Regions from separate parts of the Mus musculus genome. Here regions 1 and 2 are each linked to region 3. The links are chromatin contacts, called in public HiChIP or PLAC-seq maps. All regions are on one chromosome and are shown on one strand. The core of a region is the stretch at or near the end of the contact, and the rest is flanking DNA. Distances in the headings are between cores, read along the strand shown. Region 1 overlaps Tnc (tenascin C). Region 2 overlaps 8030451A03Rik (a long non-coding RNA gene). Region 3 has its middle 5.8 kb from the start of Gm23950.

Region 1 (4,373 bases), core at 184-2,683, 410 kb before region 3:
TGTCTAGAAATGTTTCAGTTCTATTTTATACTTATGCTAGGTTGATTTAGTTATGCATAGTTAGACTATAGACTATATAGGGATTTGGGTTTCATGTTATATGTGGAAGGCAAGTTATGTGTGGTATCGAGGTGTATACCCAACACTAAAAACTGTACCTAAGATACAACCAACCAAAGTTTTAGAATGTTCTTGGTTGTAACGACCTGTTGCAATTTGGCAATAGTTCTGTCAAACCAAATTTAGCCTTCCACTTAAACACAAGCAAAATGGCTAATATTAAATACAAAGGGATCCAGATATTATATTGATTTTTTTTCCTTTCAGGTGTTTGGATGAATGGTATTTTGTGGCTCCCCTCCTCCCTCTTCTTGAACAGAAGTTTCATTGCTAACCAAATTAAGTCCCCAAATTTTAATCCATAAAATATTTCCATCTAGACACAATAATGAGATTCATATTTGTGGTTTAGTATACCTAAGAGCAGCTCTGATGAAAAATGACTAGGCCCATTGATACATTCAGACCACAAGCTACCTCCTGATGGTCTGGTTTCAATTTTTGAAATAAAATTTCTGCAGAGCAGTAGTTTTCCCTCTTCTGCTCCTTGCCTAGACATAAAAGAAAAAATAAAAAGTGGGTTTGACCAAATGGCAACACTATAGATTCCTATGAAATTCTTGAAAATCATTTCAAAAACAAATTTGAATTCATTTCTCCTGGAACAATAGCCTCCTCTATTTTGAATTTCCATCAGAATTTTAAGAAATGCAGTTGGCTCTTTCCTAGGTCTCAAACGATTGAGCCAAGGTTAAAGAATTAGAGCTATTTATTCAGGAGGGACAGGTTATAGATAGAGAGCAACACAGGAGCAGGACACTGTGAATGCATGTGCTAAATATTTGGCATTTGGGGACTAGAGTGTTCGGAAACCTTTTCTGAAATAACAGTCTTGGCATTCAAATGAGTGGAATTCTGCTGGCCTGAGGTTTGCTCTTAGATGCAGCCAGATAGAGACACTGGCAGTTACCAAACCCAGGAGGCATGAAGATCAGCCAGCCTTGATACACTTTGATAGGACCTGACCTCTGAAATAAAAATGGATCTCTAAGATTGGTAGCAAGAAACCAGACACTATGGAAAACTGAGTCCACTCCAGTAATTAACTAGTGTGCCTAGAAAAGGCATGCAGACACATGGTGTCTACTTTTCCTTTCTCAAAAAGGGATCACCTAAAAGCTACAATAATAACCAGTCCTGATTGAAAACATCTGTACTGTCTGTGCCTTGTATGGATTATTTCATTGCTTCTTCTCGAAGATCCCTGACATTTCTTCCTTTATTTTCCTCTCCCTGAGGATGGGGAAACTGGGGTCACATAGCTAGAAGAGGAGAGGAGAGTTTAATTCAGGTGGTCTGACTCATCAGTTAGAGGCAGCATTCTTAACCCTCAGCTTTCTTCCAGCAATTTAGTGAAGCCAAAGGCTGGTTTGCATGACTAAGTTCAAAGGATTAACTTCAAAATAAGCTTGAGTTTGCCACCTCCCCCCCAAAAAAACCCCTATTAACAGTGTAAAACAACTTTATGAAGTTACACAAGAGCCAGAAAATAGAGATAAAGATAAGCCTAAACTCAGAATTAGGCTTAATTTAGCCATACAAATGCAGGAAGCTATTTCCTAATGTGTAGTCTGTGGCATGTTGAGAGGTATTAATGCTGAGCAAAGAGTTATTTCCTAGTTAATCATGTTTGGAGAAGGCTATTTTTAAAGCCAATGTTATTTTAAGCCAAACAAATTACGTATCTTACTTTATTTCAAGATTTTCCAGGGTCTTTTATGTGTTTGTGGAAACCTCCAAGAAGATCGTTTATGTGTGTTTCCCAAACTTACTTGATTCTTTTGTGTTTGAAGTACGTCACAGGTTGGGTTTGATGGCACACAAGGGGCAGTAAGTACTGGCACCGGACAAACCCTTGATCCTCTCTCTTTTCAGTCCTTACACAATAGAAATGATGCTATACCTGGCCAGGACCTGTCTTTCATAAAAGGGTGAAGCCCCAGGATGGAAGAGCTCAAGCAACTAGAGCCTAGGGTGAGACAAATCAGTATATTTATTTGGTTCTTGGCGATTACAAATGCCTTTTCATCACGATCCAAGCTTAGGCAATCAGAGAACACTGTTCATATTTTCCTGCCATCAAAAGCACAGGCTTGAGACAGTTCAGCAAGTTATCTAGTCAGTACAACTTGAATCTGAAAAAAAGGATACTGTCTCTGTCTTATTCTGTGGAAGTTTAGGTTCCTTTTGTCCTATTGAGTGTTTTTTTTTTCTTTTTGAAACAGGATTTATTGCTTGGTCTCAGAAATTAACATTTATGTAATAGTTAAACGCCAGGGGAACACTCAGTTTCATTAATGTGAATGAAGTTGTTGGAGTCATAGAGGGAGAATGAAATTGGAAAACTGGGGTGCGCACGGCGATTTTATTTACCATTTTGGGCTTGAGGAGAGGGCCTGAAGCCAAGTGAACTAATGTCTGTATCTCCAGCAGGTCTCTAGAGCTGGAAGAGAACACCCTGCTCCCCTCCAGCTTGGCCAAGAGAGAATGTTAATAAATGAGAGGATGATAAAGCAAGATGTAGCAGACAGGGGAGTTTAAACATCAATGGGTCCTGGAAAATTGGGCCTCATACTATGTATAGCCAAGAAATCAGTCAGAACATAAGAAAATTTCAGAGACCCTGACACTTCAAACTTTCTTTTGGAATTTTACATTGGGATTGTTAACTTGACACAACTGAGTCACCTGGGGGAGAAAAACCTCAATAATGAATTGTCTAGATGAGGTGGTTTGTGGGTTTGCTTGTTTTGATTACGTTAATTGAGGCAGAAAGACCTGCTCATCATGGGTGGTACCATTCCCTAGGCATGGTATCCTGGACTATATAAGAACAAAGAAAGTAATTTGAACACAAGATATGCATCCCTTAATTCAACACCCAATTCTTTTGATGTTGAATATAATGTAGTTACTAGCTGCTTCACGTCATTGTGCTATACTGTCCCAAAATAATGGATCCCAAGTTGTGAACAAAATAAACCCTTTCATGTTTTTCTCCGAGTATTTTTTATCACAGTGGCCGTGATCAGAAGGAGGCAGAATTTTATGTCTAAACAAGCAAATCTTCAAAGAAGGAAAGAGAATTAAATTCCTTCTCAGCAGAGTTATTTATTTCAGCATATGGTGGGATAATCAGAATATTCCACCTGAGGGAACAGGGTTAGGAAAGACCATAGGAGAAGGAAAGGGAGAAGAAGAAGGTGGGGAGGGAAAGGGAGCTGATAATGGAGGGAGGGATGGAGGGGGAGGAAAGAGGAAAGAGTAAGAGAGTGAGAAAGTGCAAAATAAATAAAGGGAGGATGGGGCACAGTCGTGACTATCAGTCTTCTACACTTCCTTCTTGTATAGAGTTTGGCATTGTGCCTCTACCTGTGCTGGGAAGACTTATTAAACAAACTTTCATTTCTGTCTTTGTCTTATTATGTGTATAATAACATATGGCTTGCCAAGGTCACAGTAACTGGAAACTGCATGAAAATCTGGCATACTCATTGGAAGGGTCAGTTAACATTTTCTTAAATGACCTGAGAATACATGTGCTGTCAGATCACCTCTTTCTCCTAGGGTTTGAATCTGAGTTCCCAGTTTGAACACTTGGTCTTCAGCTGTGGGAATAATTTGGATGCTGTGGAGTCTTTGGGAATGTGGGCCAGGTGGGTAGAAGGAGGCCAGAAAGGTGGGTGGTGGGCATTGTGGGTTTAGAGCCAATCTCTTTCCAGTCTAATTTACTATGCTCCCTGCCATCCAGGTAAGCAAGCCAGGGCTGCATGCTTCTGACACCTCAGGCTGAGTCCTGAGCTGCCCTCCCCTGCCATCCTGGAGTAAGACTCTGAAATTCCGAGCCCAAACAAACCCTTTTTCCTCTATGTTGCTTCTGTGAGGTATTTTGGTCGCATAGACACAACTTCATAAGTATCTAAATTTACTATTGTAGTAGGCACTGTTATAGAAAATATGAAAACAAACATGGCTTTTTTCTAATACAAAAAAATGTACAAAAATAGGCTTCTACATCACATTTTGCTGACCCCTGGAGGAATATAGTGATTATTACAGTTTTTGTTATATATTCAAATAGAGCTGGATTGGCAATAAAACCAACATTTTCTTATTTACTGTTTATAAATCTGTTTTGTGAGCCTGTGGAATAGTTCAGTGGATAAAGGCACCCGTTGTCAAGCCACGTGATTGAGATCAATCCCTGAGACCAATGTGAAATAAAGAGAGAACTAACTCCCCTAAGTTGTCAA
Region 2 (4,394 bases), core at 1,799-4,298, 300 kb before region 3:
ATAAATGCTTAGGAACGTAGTGATGCTCACCTCTGGGTTGGTTTAAAAGAGAATTCCTAAACAAGATTACCTGAGCTTGGAAGACCTGCTCTAAACATGGATAGAACAACCCTATTAGCTGTAGGACTTGGTGTTAGAGAAGGAGAGAGGTGTAAGGATGTTGGCTTAGATAGTCTCTTTCTGCTTCCTGACTGCTGGCAAGTTGCCTGTCCTGTCCTACCATGCCCATGAATTGAAACCTTTGAAACTCTGAGCACAGGTAGATAGTATTCCATTCAACTTGCCTATATTTGTGCTTAGTCACAGGAAGGAAGTGCATGGCTAACAAAGGAGGAAGTGCAAAGACACCATGAAGGGAAGGGGTTACTTGAAGCCACATGGCTATTAGTGGAATCTAGATGAGAAGAATCATGATGACCCTGTGTAGTAATTTAGAATCCTAACCATAGCTTCATAATGCTCCATATCTTTGCTCTGGGCATACATTTACTTGTTAGAACTTAAAATCATCTTATGCAGCCAAGTTCTTTTATTTTCCTGTGACATCATTGGCTGGAGCAGACAGGAATTGATGCATTCAGTGTTAGTGGAGATGGGTGGGCACTGATGCCTGGGAATTTGGTCTGAATGCAAATGGCATCAAGAGGTGACCTGCAAGAAACATGCAGGTCTGTCAGAAAGCAAGTGCTGTGTTTGGCAAGAAGTGTTGTCATAGATATTGGCAGAATCATTTATGGCCAGGCTTATCTGAAGCATGAACAAATCACTCTGGAATCTTCTGGGACGTTGGGAGAGGGAAACAATAAGTCTTGGGGAGCAACAGGGGCATGGAGGAGGCTCTGCTGGATGATGGAGTACTGAGCAGAACAGAGGGGAAGTTGGTGTCAGCCAGTTTTCTTTTGAGGAATGAAGAACTGGGAGTGCGAACATAATGGAAGTGATTTTTCTTTAATTTCAGACACGATAATAAAGAAATCAGCATCTGGAGGACTCCCAGGAGGCAAGCTAAGGTTAGCTCTACATTACCACTCATTGGGATTATTGGCTCTCTGCTGCAAAGCCCCTGAATCTATAACAACAGGCACTAAGTGGATAGCCAAAAGTAGACTTGTTCCCACTGTCAGGATCTTTAAAACCATTTGTTTTTAATGAATCAGCTATCAGAGATGAATTCTCATTTAGGTGTGTTGTAATGCAGATTGCCGGTTCAAATTGACATCTTGCTAATTTTTTTTCTTTTCCTTTTTCCTTTTCTTTTTCCTTTTCTTCTCCTTCTTTTTCTTTTCTTTTTTTGAGAAATTCTCTTAACTTACTCCCAATTCAAGTAAAAATGGTATATTCAGTTTTTATCATTGACTCGAGTATTTCTGAGAGAAACATTGTGTATCTATGATAAGGAAGCATTCTTCTCAGAATCATGGAAGAATATCTTCAATGAAGGGAAGGGAAATGTGAAGGGGACACATATTTATTGACACTTACGTTGTTATATCTCATTAGTCATAGCATCAGACCTACACACTTGCTATTAGCAGTTCCAGTTGTACAGATGAAGAAAACAATTCAGAACTGCAAATTTTATTGTTCAAGGTCGTCTGATTAGTATTCAGTCATCAGAATTTGAAAATCAATCTACTTCAAAACATACATTTTCCACCAAATCATTCTGTAGAGCCTATCAGAACAAAGTGGAGGTGCATGTGTAAAGAAAATCAGGTCAGAAGGTCAAGGCACTCAAGGAGAAGCAAACCTAAAGCATTAAGATCAACTAATCTCTGAAGTCCCCTTGGGTTTTTGACATTCATTGTAGAAAGTAAATAGAACACACCATGCTTGGTGTTTGGTGACTTTTAGCTCCCTCATCCAAGTTAGAAGAGATGAAAAAAGACTTAGTTTTGCTAAGAAAATATACCTTAATATTCCACACATTTCTTTGCATGTTTGTGTGGGGGGTAGGTGTAATTTTCTACTTATTCTATAGCCAGTACAACAGCGCAGAATATGCCTTTCATCAAAGGTATTGTGTTCAACCCTGATTTTCCTCTGGTCTGTCCTTGTATTTAGACTTGTCCGACACCATGTGACAGAAATGATAAGTGAGCCAGTTCCATGCCTGCGTGTGCAGTCTGTAAAGGATTCTTTTCCCTAACCCCCCTCTGTGTGTATGCATGTGTGTATGAATATAGTTTGTGTATATGTAGAGTGACCAGAGGATAATTTTTTTCTGTGACTATCATGGGTCAGGTGATGACGACCTTGTTTTTAGAGACCTTAGTAGTCTGGAGCTTACCAAGTAGCCTAGGCTGGCTCAGTTGGTATGGTCCACAGCTCTATGCGTTCCTGCCTTCCAAGTGCTGGGATTAAACATATGCACCATAATGCCCACCTTTTTTTTTTTAAAGCGTCTTATGATAGAAATCAGGTACTTATACTCATAAAGCAAGCACTTCACTAACTGAGCTGTCTTTCAACTCTGCACTTCTGTTTCTTACCCTTTCCTGTATCCATGTTGTGCTATGGGAACACAATCCAGACAAAATACTGGTGGAGTGCAAAACACATCGACAGTAACACAAAAAATATGAGCTGCTAGTGGAACCAGTCTAACTCCTTTCTTGTGAGGGCTCTTAGAAGAAACCAGAAGTGCTGACCAGCTAAGTCCTCCTGAAATCATGGACCCACAGATCTGGGGGTTCTGAGAATGATTGTGACTCCGAGTCATTAACATATGGAGCATATTTTCCCAGCAAATAACTGATATCTCCTCAGTGAAAAGGAATTGAGTATTCTCATGTCAAGTTATGAAAACACAGACAAAGGAAGTTAAAGTCCCTGCTCTGAAGGGATGTCCTACTCCAAATAGAAAGTCAGGCATGTTGCAATTAATCATGGCGTGGAAAATTACAGAATTAATCAAAGTAACTAATGAAGTTCTTTTAGTAAAAGCCATGTGCGTCTTTTGTTAAGAAACCATTATTACAGGGAGCACAGTGGGTTGGTGCCAACAATTCCTGTGATAGTGTCATCCAAACCTCAGACCACACCAATTTCATTCCAGCGGAGCCTTGAGGATTACCCAACACTATTTATATCTATTATATGGTGCCAGTTAAGTAACTTTAAGTAGAAGCCAGGAACTTGAAGCCAGCACTTTTGGGGAGGACTTCTTTAAAAAGATACTGCTGAATTGGGTGTCAGTAGATATCTGTGGGTGCTCAGCTGAAAATTTCAGTCGATTTTCAGTCAGTTAGATTTTTCCAGTCTAAATGGTTGGAAAAAATGAAGAGAAATCAGGGGCCTTTTGAATGACTCTGCTTTTATAGAGAAAAACTGAGGGAACTGAGGTAGATAGACACAGAGAAGCAACACATGGGTTTGAATCCCAGGAGAGGTATTTGCTAGCTGTTTGGTTTCCAGTGGTGCTAGAATCTCCTTATACCTAATATCACTTATGGTGAATGGGTGTGCAGGTGTCTACCTTACAAGGTTACAGTGACTTCTAAATGGGCCTGATACCCCCTTAGTGCTCACTCTTCCCAATCTCCTTCATTTGTAATTCTCCTTACTTTTCATTGTCATTTCCTATTTGTCCAAAGATACTAACTAGAGTCACATCACATCAATTCTCACAAAATTAGGTCCCCACTGATGGGTGAAATGGATGGGTTTGGGAATTTCCAGATGAAAAGGGGGCTTTGAGTGACTACTTGAGTAATAAGATCTATTCATGTTACTGGGGAGGCAGAAAAAAGGCTGAGTTGAGCCTTTTTAAGAGCAAACTCTGCTTGTTACATCAGTGCACAGACAGAATGGTGGCTTTATGACATCCTTGGCACTGCACAGTGATAAATCTCAATGTGGGAGCATGAACATGACCAGGAGGACAAGGTGGACAGGAGTGTCTGAGAGCTGTTTAATCCAAACATAACACATTCAATGTTGCCCCCAGCCCCACTCTACATATATGTTACATGTAGGGAGCTGTTTGTCATAATACCACGAATAGCAGTACCAACTACATTTCTAACTGTTTGAGATAGAGTCCTTTTGTTGTATGCACAGTATGGATCAGCTAGGCTGACCCATGCGCATCTGGGGATTCTTTTTCTTCTGCCTCCCATCTCAGTGATGAAGCACTGGGGCTATAGACACCTACCACTGTCTTGGCTTTATGTGTGTACCTTGTATTCAAACTCAGGTCCTTTTGTTTTCATGGCATGTGCTGTACTCTACACACTGAACTATCGCTCCAGCACCCACATTCAATGCTCACATGCAAACCAGATAGGAGGTGGGGAATTCTTTCATCTTCCCTTGCTTTCCCAGTGGGATCGATCATAAAACTGTTACTTCAATGTTCCTTTGGTAGAGAAAGCACAATTGAAAGCACACGT
Region 3 (4,740 bases), core at 606-3,105:
AGGGAGGAAGGGGATGGAGGGTAGAGAAGGATGCTGGGGTAGAAAAGAATGAGGAGGAGGGAGGAGTAGGGGAAAGGGAAAGAGGAGGGAGATTGAGGAGGAAAGAAGATGTGGGATAGCCAGAGGAAGAGGATAGGAGAACTAAGGGAGAGAAAAATCATCTGAATATGTGTTCATGTTCCTGGGACTAAAGGGGAGGAAAATGTCACAAGCCAAGGAATATGGATTGCCCACAGAAGGGGAAAAGGGGAAAAAGAGATCCCTCATACAGATACCCAGAGGAGAACAGTGCCTGCAAGCACAGCAGCCTCAGCTCAGTAAAACCCATTTTTAATGTCTAAGTGCCTGAACCATAAGATCATTTTAAAAATTTAAAGCTAATAAGGTCTGCTCACTTGTTATAGTAGCAATAAGAAACTAATATATTAACCCCTCTAAGTTGTAAGCATTAAGTAATAACTGTGATAATATGTACCTATTTAGGAATGGGTTACCATGCCAGGCATGGTGGTGCATGCCTTTAATCCCAGCACTCAGGAGGCAGAGGCAGGCAGATTTCTTAGTTCGAGGCTAGCCTGGTCTATAGAGTGAGTTTCAGGACAGCCAGGGCTATACAGAGAAACCCTGTCTCAGAAAACAACAACAACAACAACAACAACAACAACAACAACAACAACAACAAAGGAATGGGCTATCTAAGCAATTCTGGTTATAAGCTACTATAACCTATAGCTTTCCCTCCATTTTAGCAGTGATGCAATCAGCTTTGCTTGTCACCACTAGTAGCGTCATATTAAAATGAAGAGAGTAATTGTTCAAAGGAAACGGTTTGTTTGTAGCAGGAGCCATCATAGTTACCCCACAGGATAGCATGAGTTCTGTAAACAGGTATCTCAAACTGATAAAGAGCATAGTGCATGTCCCCTGATGCCTGGGGCTCACAGGCCTCAGGAAAAACTGCCCTGGATCTGCTGAATACATAGAATTATTTTATGCTTAAAAGAGACCATGAATATCCACCCCTATTCTCTTGGAAGATAAAAGAGCTAAAGCACAGAAATTTTCACTTTGAATAGTGAAAGGAGAACCCAGAGTCTCAAGCTAGGGACTTAAAGCCCACTTCTTTGAGAGGCTTGTCCCTTCTTGTTCCCTGTGAGTGGCAGTAAGGCCCAGAATCTGGAGGTTCAAACAGGCTGCTGATTTAAGCACTCTCCCTCTTGGGCTGGAGGGGATGACTTTGTTATTCTCAAATTCAAGTTCTTCATTCCATAGGGGATGGCAATGCATAAACAGTCTGCCCTTATGGGAAGCACTTGTTTGCCTAGAGGGGTCTTTTCCTTTTGAACTTCTTTGGGGCTTCTGCTTACACATCAGGGAGAGCCAATCAAAACAATAAAAGAGGACCCTGACAAGGGCTTTCCAAATTGCATGCAGATGCCTCTATTTCCGAGAACTGGAAACAGGAATCTTGTTTGAATTGCTGTAGCAACAGCAGGGACAAAACAACACATTGCACGAAGCTGTCCCGTGGAGCCTGATAGCAATTTGGGGGGCAGGGGGGAGGAGAACCGGGGCATTCCAGAGTTGGAGCCAACATGTGCTGAGGCTGGGAATCCCTCTGCGCAACATGGAGCGTGTGTTCTGATGGAAACCACCAATCTCTGGGGCACGTTCCCTCCAGTCTGAGCCCCAATGTGAGAATGTGAAAATGGGAGAGGCAGGGGCCAGAAGGAAGGCCCTTGGCTGCCTTCTTGGCTCAAGTCTCTGAAATCTTCCAGATCACAGTCAGTCATACACAATAACCACACATATGCAGCACTTCACCGTTTAGAAAACATTTCCCTCGTTTTATCGTCTGAGTCACTCAGTTTATCAGCTCAGTGTAGTGACTCGCTTACCAGGGCTCGGGGCAGACACCCAGAGATGGAGGGTGTTAGTTCATTTTTGTTCCGTTTCTACTTGTATTTGTGTGAATTACTGTTACTTATAGAATCATGGAGAATCATGCATCAAGGCACTTGAAGTTTTAATTGCAATCCCCTGGCTATCAAATCTTGACAGGAACCGAGTGAAACAGTCCTTCAAGTACTTCAGTGTTCTGAGAAATTTTAATGACATTTATGGTTTTTACCTTGTTAGTCTTGAACAGATCTCTGAGTGGCAAATTGGTGTTGGCCAAAGGGACCTTGCCTTTATTTTTCTGTCTTTCTTTCTAAAGTGGTAGAAATTGGAGACAGGGGATTTTAAATTCCAGCAGCACAGCAGTTAGATGTGTGTTGGAATCAGTTCAGAAGGTACACATATTGCAGCTTCCAAGAGGGTCACTTCAGGCTTCCAGCTTAATTGTCTAGTGGCCCATGACTCTTAGGTCACATCCCAACTCTTCCAGTCATCATAGTTTGAGTTTTGGTTAATTCTAAATAAGGCTAGAATGTTCAAACTCGCTGGCTGGTGAGAGTTGGCCTGAATACCATATCTATGTTTTGACACTGTGATGTGTCTCTTCTTGGGTTCAGATCATAGTGTCTGAGTTAATGATCATAGAAGTACAGGATATACGAATTAGGAAGGGGATACTTTGGCTTCTTAAGGGAGTCAGTATACACTGCCCCTCACAAGGAGGACTCGGGATTAAACTACAACAATCAATATCGTGCTCTCTCTCTCTCTCTCTCTCTCTCTCTCTCTCTCTCTCTCTCTGTCAGTGTGTGTGTGTGTGTGTATGTATATGTGTGTGTCCCCTTTCTCTTTTGTTAAGACAGATAACAGTATAAATGCTTCTGATTGTGCCTCATAACTTAAAGTAGAACTGATAAATTGCTTAACATGTATGTATGTATGTATGTATGTATGTATGTATGTATGTATGTTATCTTAAAGCTATGTGGTTATGTTTCTATTGCAAATATTAGTGTTACTATATCAAGAACAGTATTTTAAAATGGGACTTTAACGAGGATCTACTTTACTTCAGATAGAATCCCAAATGACTGAGACTTTAATTTCCAGCCTTACAACAACTTTGAGAGCTGAGTTTTACACTAAAGAGTGACTGAAATGGACTTGAAGCAGAGAATTTTCCCTGTAACTTGGTCTCAAGGCAGAGAAGTAATTTCATATTTATTTGAATTTGATGACCTAGACCTTCCTACCTCAAAACAACACCTGGAAACAATATTAAAAATGAAGCCCTTAGAAAAGAATGAAGTTGGCAGATAATGACTTAAAAATAAATGACCAGGAAACAAATCAAATCAAATGAAAATAAAACATGAAGAAAAGTGTATGTGTGTGTGTGTGTGTGTGTGTGTGTGAGAGAGAGAGAGAGAGAGAGAGAGAGAGAGAGAGAGAGAGAGAAAGAGAGAGAGAGAGAGAGAGAGAGAGAGAGAGAGAGAGAGGATTACACACGTTGCTGAGAGTGAGAACAAGGGTAGCTGCTCTCTATTAGAGAGTTGTTTGGTTTTTCTCTCATTTGTTTGATATTCATTGTTCTTTGTATATTTAATGTATTCCAGTAACAGTAGTTCTAAAGGCTCAATAGAAAACCAATTTAGTGGTCAGATACACCACATGATTTCTTCCCGGGGACAATTATACCCATATCATCTTCATAAAGGTCTTATTTGGCTAAGAAGTGACACATTGTAGGTTATAACTGATTCAACATAATGTTTCCAAAATACATTTAGCACATTTATTTTTCCTTAATATATCTTCTAGCATAGCATGTGGTGCTATTCTCAGAAGTCATTCTGGGAAATTGTGTATTAAGTACTAGAAAATCTTACTCTTGGTGTGCCAAGAGGCCCCCGTATAGACAGAAGATCCTGAATAAGTACCCTTATAAATAGTTTTGGATCTTTCTTTGCATAGTCACATAATCCAGGAAGTTCAAACATTTTTAGTGATGAGACTGGTGGAGGAAGTGACTCTCTCTCATTTTTCTTGAGCAAGTCAAATAGTGTTCTCATAAGAACCAAGATAAACTCTTTTCAAATGGTTGGTATTTACTGACAACGCCTTGCTTACCTCTGACAAGTGAGGAAACTCATGGAACTTTTGATGCTAAAACATTTGAATCATAGAGACGAGACGGGATGTGAGCGCAGGGCCTTGCACTGTCTTTCCTTGAATCTTTCTCTGTCTTGTTCATTACAGCTGGGTGTGATTAAAAAGCAGATGTTGACATTGATGGCTGAAGCAACTGTTGCTACATGAGGACTCTTCTGAGAATTGGATAGAGGGGATTAGAAGGGAAAGTTGGTGTAGAATTTGTGTGGAACCCAGAATAAGTTTGAATTGACATGGACATTTATAGATTTCAAAATGCCAGATCCACACCCCCCTCCCCTGCCACCAAGATGGAAGGCTGGGTTTGCATTTGAGACTGTTGGACGTGAGCCTTCTCAAAGATGGAGAACAACTGAGAATAATTTAATTTCCTGCCTTTGTTCCTGCTAGCCTGGTGCTTCAAGGGTAAACCATGAATGATCAAAAGTCCAAGTCCTTGAAACTGATCAGAACTCAGAAGATCTGGGTTTCAATATTGCTTTTTACCCCCTCACTTAAATATGATTTTGACTGATGACAGATAAAATTCAGCCCACATCTACAGGACACTTATCAGGGCAGTGCCTGTAGAAGTTGCCAATTGAATAAAACATAGCTCTTAGAGTCTCAAAGACCACAATTTAAGGATCAGGAAAAGAAACATATGATTAGTTGCTGAAGTGAAATATC

What was found. HiChIP or PLAC-seq counts read pairs in DNA pulled down with a chosen protein or histone mark.
Region 1: a CTCF HiChIP or PLAC-seq map of the NIH/3T3 cell line shows a contact between it and region 3, with 9 read pairs. The contact joins two enhancer-like sites. A contact is called at or near these places in 1 of 39 promoter capture datasets (cranial neural crest), 1 of 15 datasets of contacts at CTCF or cohesin (the NIH/3T3 cell line) and 2 of 9 other capture datasets (embryonic stem cells and embryonic tail).
Region 2: a contact with region 3 is called in a CTCF HiChIP or PLAC-seq map of the NIH/3T3 cell line, with 8 read pairs. The contact joins two enhancer-like sites. A contact is called at or near these places in 1 of 15 datasets of contacts at CTCF or cohesin (the NIH/3T3 cell line), 1 of 484 Hi-C or Micro-C datasets (adipose-derived mesenchymal stem cells) and 1 of 115 datasets of contacts at active chromatin or transcription factors (embryonic fibroblasts).

What each region holds. Positions count from the first base shown.
Region 1 is chr4:64,028,363-64,032,735 of GRCm38.p6, forward strand. All of the region lies in intron 1 of Tnc (tenascin C), which reads right to left. The region is part of intron 4 of 8030451A03Rik (a long non-coding RNA gene); the gene reads left to right. Among named protein-coding and RNA genes, the nearest start is that of Tnc, 16 kb to the right of the region's middle. Within about 2 kb of position 1,434, at least 20 of the 459 cell types and tissues checked have an H3K27ac peak or open chromatin away from gene starts, as enhancers often do. A contact at or near this core is called in the NIH/3T3 cell line, where this site is marked.
Region 2 is chr4:64,136,998-64,141,391 of GRCm38.p6, forward strand. 8030451A03Rik (a long non-coding RNA gene) reads left to right here. Exons shown (of 12, transcript XR_881356.2): 10 at 959-1,010. Among named protein-coding and RNA genes, the nearest start is that of Gm31115, 15 kb to the right of the region's middle. Within about 2 kb of position 3,049, at least 7 of the 459 cell types and tissues checked have an H3K27ac peak or open chromatin away from gene starts, as enhancers often do. A contact at or near this core is called in the NIH/3T3 cell line, where this site is marked.
Region 3 is chr4:64,436,561-64,441,300 of GRCm38.p6, forward strand. No RefSeq gene overlaps it. Among named protein-coding and RNA genes, the nearest start is that of Gm23950, 5.8 kb to the right of the region's middle. Within about 2 kb of position 1,856, at least 50 of the 459 cell types and tissues checked have an H3K27ac peak or open chromatin away from gene starts, as enhancers often do. A contact at or near this core is called in the NIH/3T3 cell line, where this site is marked.